Regions from separate parts of the Mus musculus genome. Here region 2 is linked to region 1. A link is a contact called in public promoter capture Hi-C data. All regions are on one chromosome and are shown on one strand. The core of a region is the stretch at or near the end of the contact, and the rest is flanking DNA. Distances in the headings are between cores, read along the strand shown. Region 1 overlaps Camta1 (calmodulin binding transcription activator 1). Region 2 holds the start of Dnajc11 (DnaJ heat shock protein family (Hsp40) member C11).

The links. Promoter capture Hi-C pulls out the DNA fragments that hold promoters and counts their contacts.
Region 2: a promoter capture Hi-C map of liver shows a contact between it and region 1, with 4 times the contacts expected there. The contact joins the promoter of Dnajc11 here to the enhancer-like site in region 1. A contact is called at or near these places in 2 of 39 promoter capture datasets (the 3T3-L1 cell line and liver), 7 of 484 Hi-C or Micro-C datasets (cardiomyocytes, cerebellar granule neurons, embryonic fibroblasts and 4 more), 1 of 115 datasets of contacts at active chromatin or transcription factors (bone marrow-derived macrophages) and 1 of 9 other capture datasets (pancreatic islet).

What each region holds. Positions count from the first base shown.
Region 1 is chr4:151,775,523-151,782,455 of GRCm38.p6, reverse strand. The region is part of intron 3 of Camta1 (calmodulin binding transcription activator 1); the gene reads left to right. Among named protein-coding and RNA genes, the nearest start is that of Gm52710, 43 kb to the right of the region's middle. Within about 2 kb of position 4,190, at least 3 of the 459 cell types and tissues checked have an H3K27ac peak or open chromatin away from gene starts, as enhancers often do. A contact at or near this core is called in liver, where this site is marked.
Region 2 is chr4:151,928,929-151,935,969 of GRCm38.p6, reverse strand. Dnajc11 (DnaJ heat shock protein family (Hsp40) member C11) reads right to left here and starts at 2,250. Exons shown (of 16, transcript NM_172704.3): 1 at 2,146-2,250. The coding sequence starts at 2,217.

The DNA of each region.
Region 1 (6,933 bases), core at 2,941-5,440:
CCCCTTCTCATGAACCCTTTTCTCAGGCTCTGTTCAGTGCAGTTGACTCCAGTTTACTGTTCCTGCAGGTGTGGCCCCAGTATGATGGCCCGTACCACAGTGTATTGTCACAGTCTCTTTCATGCAGTGAGTTAGCTCTCTGGAGTTGGTGCTGGGCCTCCCTCTTCCTGTTTCCTAGAGCCTAGCCTGGCACCAGCATGTGGTGGTGAGAGAAGGAATCAGGGTTGGGGGTGGGAGAAACGATGGGGTGAGGTCCCTCAGGTAAGAGTAAACTTCACAACTCTGTGGAGAAGAGAAGAATAAATGCTGTTTTTGTTTATGCAGGTCTTAAGATTTTTGTAGCAGAAAGCAAATGTGCAGAGAGCAATGGAAATAAGTCAGAAGCTGCTGTTTGACACAGAGATGTCACAGTATATGTACATGCGATTTATGCTGAAATCTTCAATTTATCCTGATAGCTCGAGTTGCTCACTTAGTTGAATAACACCTGGGTTTCGGGCATGAGGCCTTTGATCTGCAGACGGCCATGGATCCTCTTCATACTCAGGCCCATGGTACACTTAGCAGAGCCTGGAACTGTGGTCCTTGGACTCCCCTCAAGCCCTGAACGACACTGTCCAACACTGTCCTGCGTACAGTGTGCTGATGTGAGGGCTGAGAGGCAGCCATGCCCGCACCTTTCACTCCCATGTCTGTGACTAGCAAGCCTAATGCTCTCCCCTTCGCTGTCTGCCGCTCAGTGCTGCCCACTCCTAAGCAAGGGAGGCATGGGCCGCTGGCTTCCCTCCTGCACTTTCGTGCTCTGTGGTAGATTCAGGGTCACAGTGGAAGTCTCTGGCAGCTTGTTAAGACCTTACATTGATTAAAAAGTGTCCTTGACTTAAGCCTTCAGCATCCCTTAGAAATACTATATTTTTCGAATCTGGGAAACTGGCCTGTGGTGCTGAGCTGGAGGTGCTGGGAGTTAAGCCGGCCTTCTCAGTGCTGTGCATCACAGACACACTCTAGCACACTCTCAAGGTGTCGCCTGCTCTATCAGTATGTACTTAGACATGTTAATCTGAATTAGAGAGCTCATTGTGCCTAACGGCTCCCCTGGGACGCCATGTCAGAAAAACACAAAAACTCCAGGAGTGTGCTGAATATGCAGAGTAAGAACCGTCTGTAAAATTAGTGTTAATTGAGCTTGGACCTTGATTTTTTTTTAACTTTTAACTTCTAATTTGATTTTTTAAAAGTTTTGTGGTCTCTCAGAGTTATAGTTTAATAAAAGTTATACTGTAACATTGTCAAAAAGATATTTACATAAGGCCCAATTTTGACTTACCTTAGGGAAATAGGTCATGTGTGGGGTAGAGACACATGTACATGTACACACTCATGTGTGTATAAAATATACTTTAGTTGGCCTTTATTCCCATGTTCTCTTCTTTCTCTGCCTCTGGAAGTGGGGCACATTTTCTTCAGTTAAAAACAGAAATAGAAGCGACGGTCTTGACCCATTTCACACCTGTTTATTTCAGGCTCTCAGCACACACTTGTTCATGGGCGCAGCAAGAAGAGGGGCCCACAGAGCTGGAGCCCTGAGGGCTGACACATGGGGCGGAAGCCAGCAGAGCGCATAGGGGGAGCGCGCTGCCCTGCCAGCTCCTGATTGTCTCAGGACAGTTCTGTTAGTGAGTTAACTGTACTTTAAACCCCAAGTTTACATGAACTGAATGTTACTAAGAATGAAAGAGATTTGAGTGACCTATTAAACTTCATCCAGAGTGACTGTGAAAGAGTACAGCAGCCACTTACCTTGGGGAGTGGCCTGCACCATGTATTCCCTGTGCCCCTGTTCCCCCCAGCAAACTTCCCTTTCTTATTACCACAGCAATGACCTGTTTATGTGTTGATTACTGCCTCCCAAAGAATGGAAGCTCCGTGAGAGCAGGGCCTGTTGCTGTCTCTGTCGCCAGCATACAGGCAGCTCCTGTTACATCAATAAATGCTGTTCAGTGAACGAGTGGGCCACTAGTGTTGCGTTTTTCTCAGTCTTTAACTTGCTGTTATGGGCTGTATGCCATTGAAAATTACCATGTAGGAAGTCTTGTTTTGCAGCTAGTTCAGGGAGGGACGAGAAGCCAGAGTATCCAAGATGATGGGATCATGAATCGCAGAGCCACTGTGAGTGTGGTGTTTATGGTGCAGCAGCAGACAGATGGAATGTGAGTCACTGCACTGGCGTGGCGTAGTATCACCGTCACTGAGGAGAGTCCAGGGACATGGAAAAGCCAGCAGAGGCCCTGAGTAGTCTTCAGTTACCCAGTGATCGCAGTGACTGACAGTTCCCAGTGCCCAGTTCTTCAGTTACCCAGTAATCCCAGTGCCCACGCGCTGTCTAGTGAGCAGGTGTTAGCCAGGACAAGTGGGGCTGGAGGGAACGACATCTTGGCCATCAGTAGCTGCCTCATGAGAGTTTAGGACTTCGTGGTCCCAGGACTGGCTTAGTGTATGGGATAGGTGTACTCTGTGGTATTCCTATGTTGCCCAGAGCACTCATGGGCCAGTTGTTATGCTTGCAAGTCCACATATAGAGAATGACAACAAAAGTCCTGGCCCAGCAGCCTTCACTCTCCATCTTTGCCCTTTGTGTATTCTCGGTGGTCACTCCTGCAACTCTTTAGTTTTTGTTTTGTAACAAAGACTGTGATGTGGGCCATTATCTCAAGGTGAGTCTGTAGTGATGGTGCCTTCTGATGACAAGTCTGCAGCGTCAAACTTCTCCAGGGTAGTGCATTTCACCTGTCAGCTTTGTGCATCTCAATTGTAAACTTTGCTTATTACACACAGAAGCAGTCCACTAAAACCAGGACAAAGAGCCAATCAAACCCAAGTTGTCCTCACTTGGGAAGTGTCTAATAGCTTCGATCAAACCAGACATAGCCATTTTTAAGGAACACGAAGTCCAAACCTTTGTGTGTCACACAACAAACCCAGAGGGTAAAGCTGTGGTAGTGGTGCTGCCTGCACCAGGCATGTCACTGAGTGGCCTTTCCCTCCGGTGGAAGCGCATGAAGAAGTATAGGTTTTGAGCTGAGAATGTAATTGCAGGAAGTGGCTAACGAGGCAGAGCTCACAGACCCCTCAGAATTGTGTGCGTGAGTAAATCCTGGTGCAGGGTAACACGTGGTAATCCTGGTAAGGGTGTGGTAACTTGCTTGGAACAGCAACCCAGGACATAGTGAACACAACTGCATGCTCTTTATTCTTAGAGGGGTTGAAGCTCCGCTTAATAAAGTGCACTATGACTTTGTTACAGTCAACGTCTCCTTCCTGATTCATCAAGCACGGCTTCTTATATTAAGAAATCAACTAGTCTTTCTTGGTTGGTGTTCCTGTTGTGTGCCTATGTGAAAGGAGCTGGCAGAGGTGGACCAGGTTACAGATCGCTCAGGCCAAAGATGGAAGAGAAGTCAAGTTCTTCATGTCTGCTTTTAGTTTGAAATGTCTTTTTATCACTCTAAAGATCTGATTGGCTTGCTGTTGTTTACATACATATATATGCTTCTGCTGTGTGTATGTGTGTGTACCTTTAAGTTTTATGGGGTTCAGTGAAACGGATTGTTTTAAGTCACGGTTAAAATCGCATATTTAGCACGTCATCCATTTAAAGTCTAGTTCTCATTCAGTGTTCCTGTAGTTTGTATTACATATCATAAGCTTTTCAAGAGTGATTGCATGAGTTAGTGCCCTCTGCTGGTACACAGAGGACATCAGGCAGAGGAACTTTGACCCAGGAGCCTTTAAAGAGGAGTCACTTTACATGGAGATTTTTGCCAGCCTTTCCTTGTGATTTTGAAGGCCCCTTGGTTGCTGATTTACACCCACTTGAATTTTGTCTTTTTTCTTGTGTTTCATGCCTGCCAGTTAGTTACTCCACTAAGCCTGGGCCATGGGGTTGACTTAGCAACAGCTTCAGTCAAGTTGAAAGCAGTGCTCTGAGTGGGGGGCTTCTCAGATGGGCTTGCTGCCATTTAGATTTCCCAGGGGGATCTATGAAATGATTTCAGATGCATTCCTTACTCTGCCTTTTTGAGATGGGGCATTGCTGTCAGTTCCTGGATTAAGAAAAGGTCCTGCCTGCTAGCTTTGTGTGATTTACAGGCACAGCTTGGCCCCAACTCAGTGGGTAGGTAGGTCTTGATGACCTTATGTGCTCCCTGGTGTTCTCTGTAGCCAGCTTTCCCTCCGAGGTACCCTGGCCAGATTCTAGTACTTTGGATTTTGGCATCAGGTAAAGCAGACACTGAATCTGTCTCTAGCTCTACAGCTTTAGGGCCTGGGGACATGGCTCTGCCTTATGTGGCCATTGTGAAGTAGGGAGGGAGCCTAGCCTGTGTGTGAGACCCTGAAGAGAATGAAGGTAAAAGATGAGCTCAAGGGCCAACGACAGATGAACCTTCCTGGATGGCTGCTAAAAGAAAGTCGTGTTTCCTCTGCTTAACAGCAAGCCCTGCCTTTGGTACATAAAAAAAAAAAAAAAAAAAAAAAAAAAAGAAAGAAAGAAAGAAAGAAAAGAAAAAAAAGCCACCTTTATTTTGGGTTAGCTTCATAATTTAACAACAAAGTTACAAAGATGAGACTGAGTTTACACATACTGCTTTGATACTGCCGGGTTTTCTTGAAGAGTGTCTTTATAATCAATGCACCTGGATCAAATCGGGTGTAGGTGTCCACTTAGCATTTTGCTGAAGACTGAAATGTTTGCCTTCAGTATGTGAGTTTCCACTGCAGGTAGACCTGGCACTTGTCCCAGACCACCTTCTGTTTTGGCTTCGTTCCATGTCTCTGGCTATTTGATGTTAGAAACACTTTCTGCGCTTTTCCAGCATCATAATGTGTAAGTATTCTCCCTATTTGTATACTTACCGCTGTGTGCAGCCTGAAGAGAGAGAGGGGGCAGTCCATGGCATTGTGTTTCAGCTCTGCAGTTTTGTAATCTCGTAGCTGCTTCTCATACACTTAGACTGAAGACAATGTACTACTGTCTGTCTGTCTGTCTGTCTGCTTTCACAGTGAGTAAGGGATCCCCAGATGTTCCTTTAGAACGGCAGAACTCCAGTTCAGACCCCTCTAACGCACATCTTCATCTAGTCTGCCAGCTACTGTTAAGTACAGTTATTGAAATACACGGAAGCTCCTTGAGGTTCATGTACTTCAGTTTAAGAAAGTGACATGCCGGGCTGGTGAGATGGCTCAGTGGGTTAGAGCACCTGACTGCTCTTCCGAAGGTCCAGAGTTCAAATCCCAGCAACCACATGGTGGCTAACAACCATCCGTAACAAGATCTGACTCCCTCTTCTGGAGTGTCTGAAGACAGCTACAGTGTACTTACATATAATAAATAAATAAATCTTAAAAAAAAAAAAAAAAAAAAAAAAAAAAAAAAAAGAAAGTGACATGCCAGACACTTGTCACCTTGCTTCTTTATGCTGAGGATGAGAAGGGAGAACACTGTCCCTTTTTCATGAGCTAGATGATGTAAGAGGATCAAGGGTTGATCTAGTGGAGGGTCCCAGTGAGAACACAGACCCTGGTCCTAACCATTCTGCAAGCAGCCCAGCACCTCTAGCACACAGCTCCTGTAACATGCCCGTTTGAAAAGGCTGCTGTCCTCTGCACTGAGAGGACTTGTGCTGACATCGGGCTGTTCATGCATAATAATTCTTTGATACCCCGTAGACAGTTCCCTTCTTCTAGACCTTTATCAGCTGTTCTGGAGTTGACATTGTTAGGCCTGAAGAAACCAGGGCTCAGGCAGCATGGGCTCATCTGTAAGTGATGACTGCCTTGACTACATTGGCACCATAATGGCTCCCGAGTAACTGGGACTGCTTCTGTGAGGCTTAGTGACTGCGCTCTGGGTGCATGCTGTGCTGCAGATAAACCTTGGCGGCAGAGAGATGTGCAGCATTTTTTTCTAAGTGCCGCTGAGCTATTTGAAAGAGATCCTCGGTAAGGGCAAGTTCTTGAGAAGATAGCAGAATGCCTTACAGAAACGTCGGACTGTGGATGGAAACAGCAGAGCGTCTTCAGAGAAGACGTTGGCGTGTGTGACGGAGGTGGCTGTATATTAGATAATACCCATTCCTGTCCTATGAAAGTTAAATAGCGGTGGTCGTGTACCTTGCTCGTCTTTGCTTTTGGTTCATGTCCATTTCTCAGAGCAGCTGAGCTGAGTCCCCTGCACTGGTGGTTGTGGTAACAGCGCTCTAGGCTTCAAGCATCAGCCACTTTGGTGAGTTTGGTAGGTAGCATCTGCTGCTTTCCCCTTCTGCCCCTTTGAGACTTGACTCCAGCTGGTTTTCTAGCTGCAGTATAGCCGAGGACAGTCTTTCGTTTCTGATCCCCTCCCTTCTCTTCCTGAGTGCCACCTTGTATGTTTATTTTGAGAGCGTGTCTTTGTACCCCGGCTGTCTTGGAAACTCACCGTGTAGACCAGGCCTTGAACTCAGAGTTCTTCCTGCCACTGCCTCCGGAGTGCTACAGATGTGTGCCATGAGGACCTTTTCGGTTGTTAGTAAAGGTGACTCTGCAAAGACGAACGGATTGAGATAAGTTTTGAGCCTCTGAAAGCCCAACAGCTTCATTAAAGCCGAAAACATGTCTGAACTGTTGTCTGTTGTAGTCTGGCACCAGAGGTTCAGGAGAGCTGTCCCGAGCCTCTTTTCTGGTGGCTGTCCTTAAAATTTCTAGTGTCTGTTGTGCAAATCGTGGTTGTCGGTTTGCTTGCCCTCTTTGTAAAACATCGGACAGTCTGGCTGTGATCCATAAACCTTGAACTCTGTAATCCTGTCAGCAGAGGCAATCTCAGGTTGGCAAAATCCAGGGTGAAGATGTTGTTCCTAGTGGAGTTTTACATCACCGTGAATTATTTTTCTCTTGAGC
Region 2 (7,041 bases), core at 1,001-3,500, 160 kb before region 1:
ACCCACCCGCTCACATGAATGAAGATTTCTTCTGTTTTGTTCTCTGGCTAAAGCATGCTATTTCAACTTCAGGTTTGAAAATACAAAGCAAACAGAAACCTAGCAAACACCAATGTCATCATCTGCAAAGCTTTCTTTGCAGTAGGAGCAGCAGCCACAAAGTCAGCAAGCAGACACGATGGCATTCAACACTGGATGTGTTGACAAGAACAACTCAGGACAGAGGCTTGTCTGGTGAGGACTTCATCTAGTTATAAATGCAGAGAGTGCCGCACTCACTGGCAGAGGTAAAACATCCCTTTAAAAGAAGTGTTTCTTTGGCTCCTGTCCCAGTGCAATAGCAATGAAAGGCCCTGAAATCCCAGAGGGCTCACATGTCCTGAACACCTGGACCGGTAGAGGTTCAGTAGCTCTGGCAAATGGGTAAAGAATGGCGGCTCAATTGCTAACAACCCAGACTAGTCAGAACTCAGAGATTTAAAAGGAAAGAAAACAGCAAACCCATCTCAGAAAGGTCGGTTCCTTTTACCACTCTGCTTCTTCAAGAACCAGGAAATGTCTGGGCCTTGTGCCTCTGGCCTTTATTCCTAGCATTTGAGTGGCAGAGGCAGCCAGATCGCTGCGAGTTCAAGGCTAGCCTGGTCTACACAGTGAGTTCTTGCCAGCACTACACTGTGTCAGGCCCTGTGGCAGAAAAAAAACAAACAAAAACAAAACAACTCAGGGGAAAACCTACAGTTTCATTCAACTGCTAACCTGGAAGTCCAGGAAACGTTTCCTGGAGGAGTTTCTGTGGTAAGCAGTGGCTGATACAGGGCACAGTATAGAGACAAAGAGCTTTGCTGTATGTGGAATGGTAAACTGAGGCAGTAGAGTTCAAGAGCTGGGTTTCTGGAGTTAGACTGCCCAGGGACGAATTGCACCTGTTTGTTCCCTCGATTATAATTACTGGATTGAATATATATATACACATGTATATATGTATACATACATATATACACACATATGTATGTACACACACACACATATATATGTATACATACATATATACTCATTCATACTGGATTGTTATGAGAGCGCCTATCACAATTTAAAGAGACACTGAGTCAGTTCTTTCAGCAGGTGGCTGTGCAGAAAACACTCAGAAAGATATTGGTTATTAGCACACAGACCAACTTTTACTGGCAACTGGGTTAGCTTTGCTGAGGCTAGCACAATTCCCTTACTTTTGATCTTTACCAGAAACCCTAAAAGACAGGATTGGGACTTGTGTGGAAGGACTGACAACTTGGACCCAGCAGCCACAGACCTCTCGAATGCCTTTCGTGACCTGACCTTGGAAGCCTTTCCGGGAACCCTTCTCTGACGGAGCTCAAGTGCGGACTAGCCATAGAGAACAAGAACGTATGCGAGGTATACACGTGCCAGACAGTGCGGACCTCAAGGGTGACTTTTTATTCTCGAGGAGACCGCGTGAATCCACTGGCAAGCACTGGATGCTGAAGTGCGGTCAGAGCGCCGGTGCGTCTCTGGCCTAGCACTTCTTGCTCATCCACGGCCCCCGAGTCGAGGCTGGAGAGGTCTTGCTCTCTGATTTCTGGGCAAAGGCTCAAGGGATCGGAGGAGGACACGAACGCCAGCCTGGGAGGGTAGCCTCTGCTTCGGAAGCACCAGCGATTGAGGGTCCGACCGAACCCTGGAGAGGCTCCCTGTGGCCTTGACCTTGCTGTCCAGGGCTGCGATCGCCCAGCTCCTGGCTCAGGCTGATGACCCTACCCTCTAGCCTAGGGTAGGAGTATGTAGGGGAAGCGTGGGACCTGGTTCCCCACTGCAGCGGCTGCCCCGGGGTCCTCGTCCCCCTTCCGGCAAGTACGTGGGTCCGGGTCCGGGCCAGGCCTGGGCACGGTGCACGCCATGCACGGGTCGCGGAGCGCCAGGCAGACGCTGGACCCGCGCCGGGGCGCGAGGGTCGCGGCGGTGCGGGCAGCTCGACGGCTGGCAGGCGCACACGGCGGCGGGGTCACGCGGCCTCCGGGCCGGGCCGTGGCCTTGCCGGGGCGGCTGCGGGGCCAGAGCCGCCCGTCCGACCGTCCAGAACCACCGAGCCGGGCCTCAGCCTCGCCGACGCCACGCCGCGGGCCTCACCTCCCTGCGCACGTTCAGCAGTGAGTAATAGTCTTCATTGTCCAGCTCCTCCTCGCTCAAGGCCGTCGCCATCTTCGCAACCTTTCACCCCGCCAAACCGGCGAGGCCGTGGTTAAGAGGGTCCGGCGCTGCGTAGCGCTTCCCGCGCGCCTCCCGCCCACGTCACAGCGGCCCCTGGCGGCCCGGAGCCGCACAGCAGCCCTTGGGACGCGCCTGCGCACTGCGCCCCCGCGCGGCCGAGGCCGGAAGCTGGGAGGTGTATATGTATACCAGCCTCTCGTGTGTGTGTGTGTGTGTGTGTGTGTGTGTGTGTGTGTGTGTGTGTGTGTGCAGTCTGTGTGTGTGTGTGTGTGTGTGTGTGTGTGAAACCTGTGTATGTGTGTACCAGCATGTGTGGGTGTGTACACAAGCATGTGTGTGTGTACGAGTGTGTGGTGTTTGTGTATGAGTGGATGCATGGGATGTGTGTATGAGGGTGTAAGGTGTACGTGAGAGTGTTGTGTGTAAGTGTGTGTGTGTGTGTGTGTGTGTGTGTAAGCGTGTGTGGGGTTTGTGAGAGTGTGATGAGGGTATGAGTGGGGTGGGGTGTATGAGTGGGGGTGTCCCGTGTGTTTAAGTGGGGGTGTGGTGTGTGTGTATGAGAGTGTGGGATGTGTGAGAGTGTGGGATATGTGTGTGTGTGTGTGTGTGTGTATGAGCACGTATGGGGTTTGTGAGAGTGTGGTGGGGGTGTGAGTGGGGTTGTGGTGTATGTGTGGGGTTGTGGATGTGTGTTTATAAATGTGTGTTCAAGTGTGGGTCAGTGTATGTGTGTGAGTGGGGGTGTGGGTGTGAGTGGACATATTGTGTGTGTGTTTACGGCTGTGAAAGTGATGGGGTTATGTGGTGTGTGTGTATCTGTATGGGCAGGGTTAGTATTCAACAGGGCCGCACCACACTCATAAGACCCTTATGGCCCAGGTTCTGGGTGGCGGCGAACCCGGGATGGCTGAGCTCCTTCCCCTGTTTTGGAGTCTGTTGTAAAGCCACCCTGAGCCCAGGCACGCATCTCTCCCGGGGCCCACCCACAAGGGAAGCCGCTGGTGGACCCACTTGCTGACTTATGTGTGCTCAGGAAACCTTCAAAGTGGTTACCTACACCCTTTGTGGTCCACAGAGGCTGCCTTATCTTCTGTTTCTGTCATGTTTTGTCTTTTCTTAACCATTGCCCTGAATGTAGGAGCACCTGGCCTTTTTTTTTTTTTTTTTTTTCCCTGCCGCATAAATGAGGAGGCAATATCCATTTGGTTCTTAATTGCGTCTGGCGTGCATATATACCTGTGGTTCCTACCTCAGAGCCATTCTGCTGGAAATTTCTCCTGTATAATTTAGCAGTGGAGTCTAATTGATTTCAACCTGGTGCCTGCTGTTTGGTGCCTTATTAAAAACGTCTTGGTTACAATAATCTAAATATTTTAAGTGTCTTTGAAATTATGTTATCAAGTGGTGGGCAGCAGCGTAGGCCCCTCCACCTGTTGGTTCACATGACCTGAGTCTTTTCTCAGGGGTCCTTGTTGTTCCTCCACACAGCCATCCGCTTGCCCGTCATAAGCTGGTATCCTGGGAGACCCCGACACCTGTCTGCAGATAGGAGAGGTTGATTTCTTTCTCATCCTAATTCTTGGCCAGATGTGCGCCATCTGGGCCTGTGTCACGTCCCTTCCAAGGTGCTCACTCCTCTTAGGATCTTTTGGCGGGAGACATCTAGGTGTGTGGAGTCAGCCTGCAGTAGGCTGTTGACCCAGGTTGTAAATTAGCAGCTTTTTATTATTTTGTTAAAGCATGGTAGGCCTCCCTACACGACGGCATCCACAGCCATGCCCCGTCAGCTCTCCTCCTGCAGGTTTATAGACTTTTCTTCTCTCCCTTCCTTCGCAGAGCTGTGGTTAGGGCTAAACTACCTGCTGACATTTTCTGGTTTTTGAAATTTCATGCGCGTGCAAGGGGTGCGGCTCTCTCTCTCTCTCTCTCTCTCTCTCTCTCTCTCTCTGTGTGTGTGTGTGTGTGTGTGTGTGTGTCTACAGTGTTGAGATGTCTCAATTTTCCTTAGGTTTGTAGATATTAACTGGCCTGCAGTGCTCACTTGGGCAGAGAAATCCTTGCAGTACCTCCTTTGCTTGGGAAAGGAAACACAGCTGGTAGATGTTACGTAAGTGGAACATGAGGCGTGTTTCCCGACGCCCAGGTCTGTGTTTCTGTGATTGAGAATGGCCTGGTTTTTATCACCACTCAGACAAAATAAATAACAACTCAGGGATGCTCTGGGCCCGGCCTCTCTCGGGCCCACGATATTTTGTGCGGCACTTCCTTGGAAAGTGTCTGTGACAAATGGAGAGCTGGGGGAATGGATGTATTTCCAGGGTTGGTTGTTTTCCTTTCTCCCCTCCAAAAAACCCTGATGTGCCATGGGCAAAATAATGAGAACCAAGGGCTGTACAAATTTATACGTTAAAAAACACACATCCAACATGCTCCTGGAACCAGAGAAAGTGCTGAAAGGGCTCTATTGTTCAGGGCCTGGCACCTTCTAAAGCTACCTGTAGTTTAGGGGCAAAGCAAAACTTAGGTTAATACACACATGATGCATGTTTGAAGATTTATTTTATGTGTGAGGTTTCTTTTTATTCGTGTATGTATGTGCACCACCTGCATGCCTGGGGCCTGAGGATGTCAGAGAAGGTACCAGATCTCCTGGAATGAGAGTTACAGAGGGTTGTAAGTCACCATGTGACTGCTGGGAACCAACCTGGGTTCTCTGTGAGGCCAGCCAGTGCTCTTAACCACTGAGCCAGCTCTCCAGACCATTTATTTATTTATTTAAAAGTTTTTATTTATTATTGTATGCATATGACTACACTGTAGCTGTCTTCAGACACACCAGAAGAGGGCACCGGCTCCCATTATAGACGGTTGTGAGCCACCATGTGGTTGCTGGGAATTGAACTCAGCACCTCTGGAAGAGCAGTCAATGCTCTTAACCTCTGAGCCATCTTTCTAGTCCCCCAGACCTTTGTTTCTGTAACTATGGATACACTTGTCTATTTTATGCACGCACAAAAGCTATCGTGAGTGCTCATACAGAACACACACACATGCAACTGTTGTCGAAAGCTTGCATCTTTATTATTTGTTTTTATTTTCATTTTCTATTTTTCTGTGGCAGGGTCTTGTATAACCCAGGCGGGACTTGAACTCCTTATGTATCGGAGGAGGACTTTGAACTCGTGATCTCCCACCTTAACATCACACGTGCTGGGATTTGACTGTGAGCACCATGCCCGGGCTCTCTCTTTTCAAACAGTATAAATCTAAAGGCACTCATCTCCAGTGTCACATATTCATAACGATCCTAAGTTGTTCCACTCTCACTTAGCCACTCTGCAGACAACCAGGAAGTTTCTTTTGCTTGTTTGATGACTTAATACAATTTTGGGATCCTTCCTTCTAGTGTGTTCCGGAGATAGGTCTGCCACATTAAATAAAGGACTTATTGAGTTGAAATTTAATTTCAGGAAACAGCAATTAAATGTACTTACTTTAAGTGAGAACTTAATGACTTAGTTTAAGTGTGACTGTACTAACCCCTTTCCTCATCCAGACAGAACACCAGGCCAGAGCGACTTAAGGGAGAAAGGTTTAGTTCCGCTCACAGTTCCAGGTGTGGTCCATCCTTGGGAAGACCTAGATGGTGGGAACCTGAGGAGGCAGCTGGACTCATTGCTTCCTCGGTCAGGAAACTCAGCACAGCTTAGCAGTATGGCTCAGTGACTGAAGGAGCTTGCTGCCAAGTCTGACGATCTAAGTTTGATCCCCAGAATCCATAAGGAAGAGAGAGAGAGAGAGAGAGAGAGAGAGAGAGAGAGAGAGAGAGAGAGAGAATAGACTCCAATAAGCTGTCATCTGATTCTCTATGTGCTCAAAGGCGTGAATGGATACACACACAATATACACACACAATGTAGTGCCTGTCAAAATACAATTCCATCATGGTATTGATATCATATGGGGCATATACTAAATATTTATCTGAAATTCAAATTCAGCAGGGTACTACAGTATGGATTAAAAATGTCCCCAGTGCCGGACAGTGGTGGCACACGCCCTTAATCCCAGACTTGGGAAGACAGAGGCAGGCGGATTTCTGAGTTTAAGGCCAACTTGGTCTACAGAGTGAGTTCCAGGACAGCCAGGGCTACACAGAGAAACCCTGCCTCGAACCCCCCCCCCCCAAATAGAAATGTTCCAAGTATGAGTGTGTTATAGGCTTGTTCCCCACTGTGGTGGAGGTGGGAGTCAGTGGGAACTGTCAGAGGCAGAGCTGTGTGGGCAGACATAGTTCTTTACTGTGCCCTCAAGAGGGACTATGGGACTGTGCTGGCTAGTCTCATGGCACCTTGATACAAGCTAGAGTCATCTAAAACGAGGAGCCTTGAGTGAGAAAATGCCTCCATAAGACCCAGTTGTGAGCCAGTCTGTAGGGCTTTTCTAAATCAGTGATCAAATGGGGGAGGGCCCAGCCTATGGTAGGTGGCACTGTCCCTGGACAGGCGGTTCTAGAAGAGCAGGCTGAGCAAGCCCTGGGAAGCAAGCCAGTAAGCAGCACCCCCCATGGCCTCTGCATCAGCTCCCGCCTCCAGGTTCCTGTCCTGTGAGAGTTCCTGTCCTGTCTCCCTTCAGGGACGGGCTACAGCGTGGAAACGTAAGCCAGATAACCCCTTTCCTCCCCGGTTTGCTTTTTGGTCATGGTGTTTCATCATAGGAATAGTGACCCTAACTAAGACAGAGACCCCAATCTCCTCTTCCTTTCTGTGAGTCAGTAGGCTTTCTCTGACACATGCTTCTGTCATGGTATGTGAC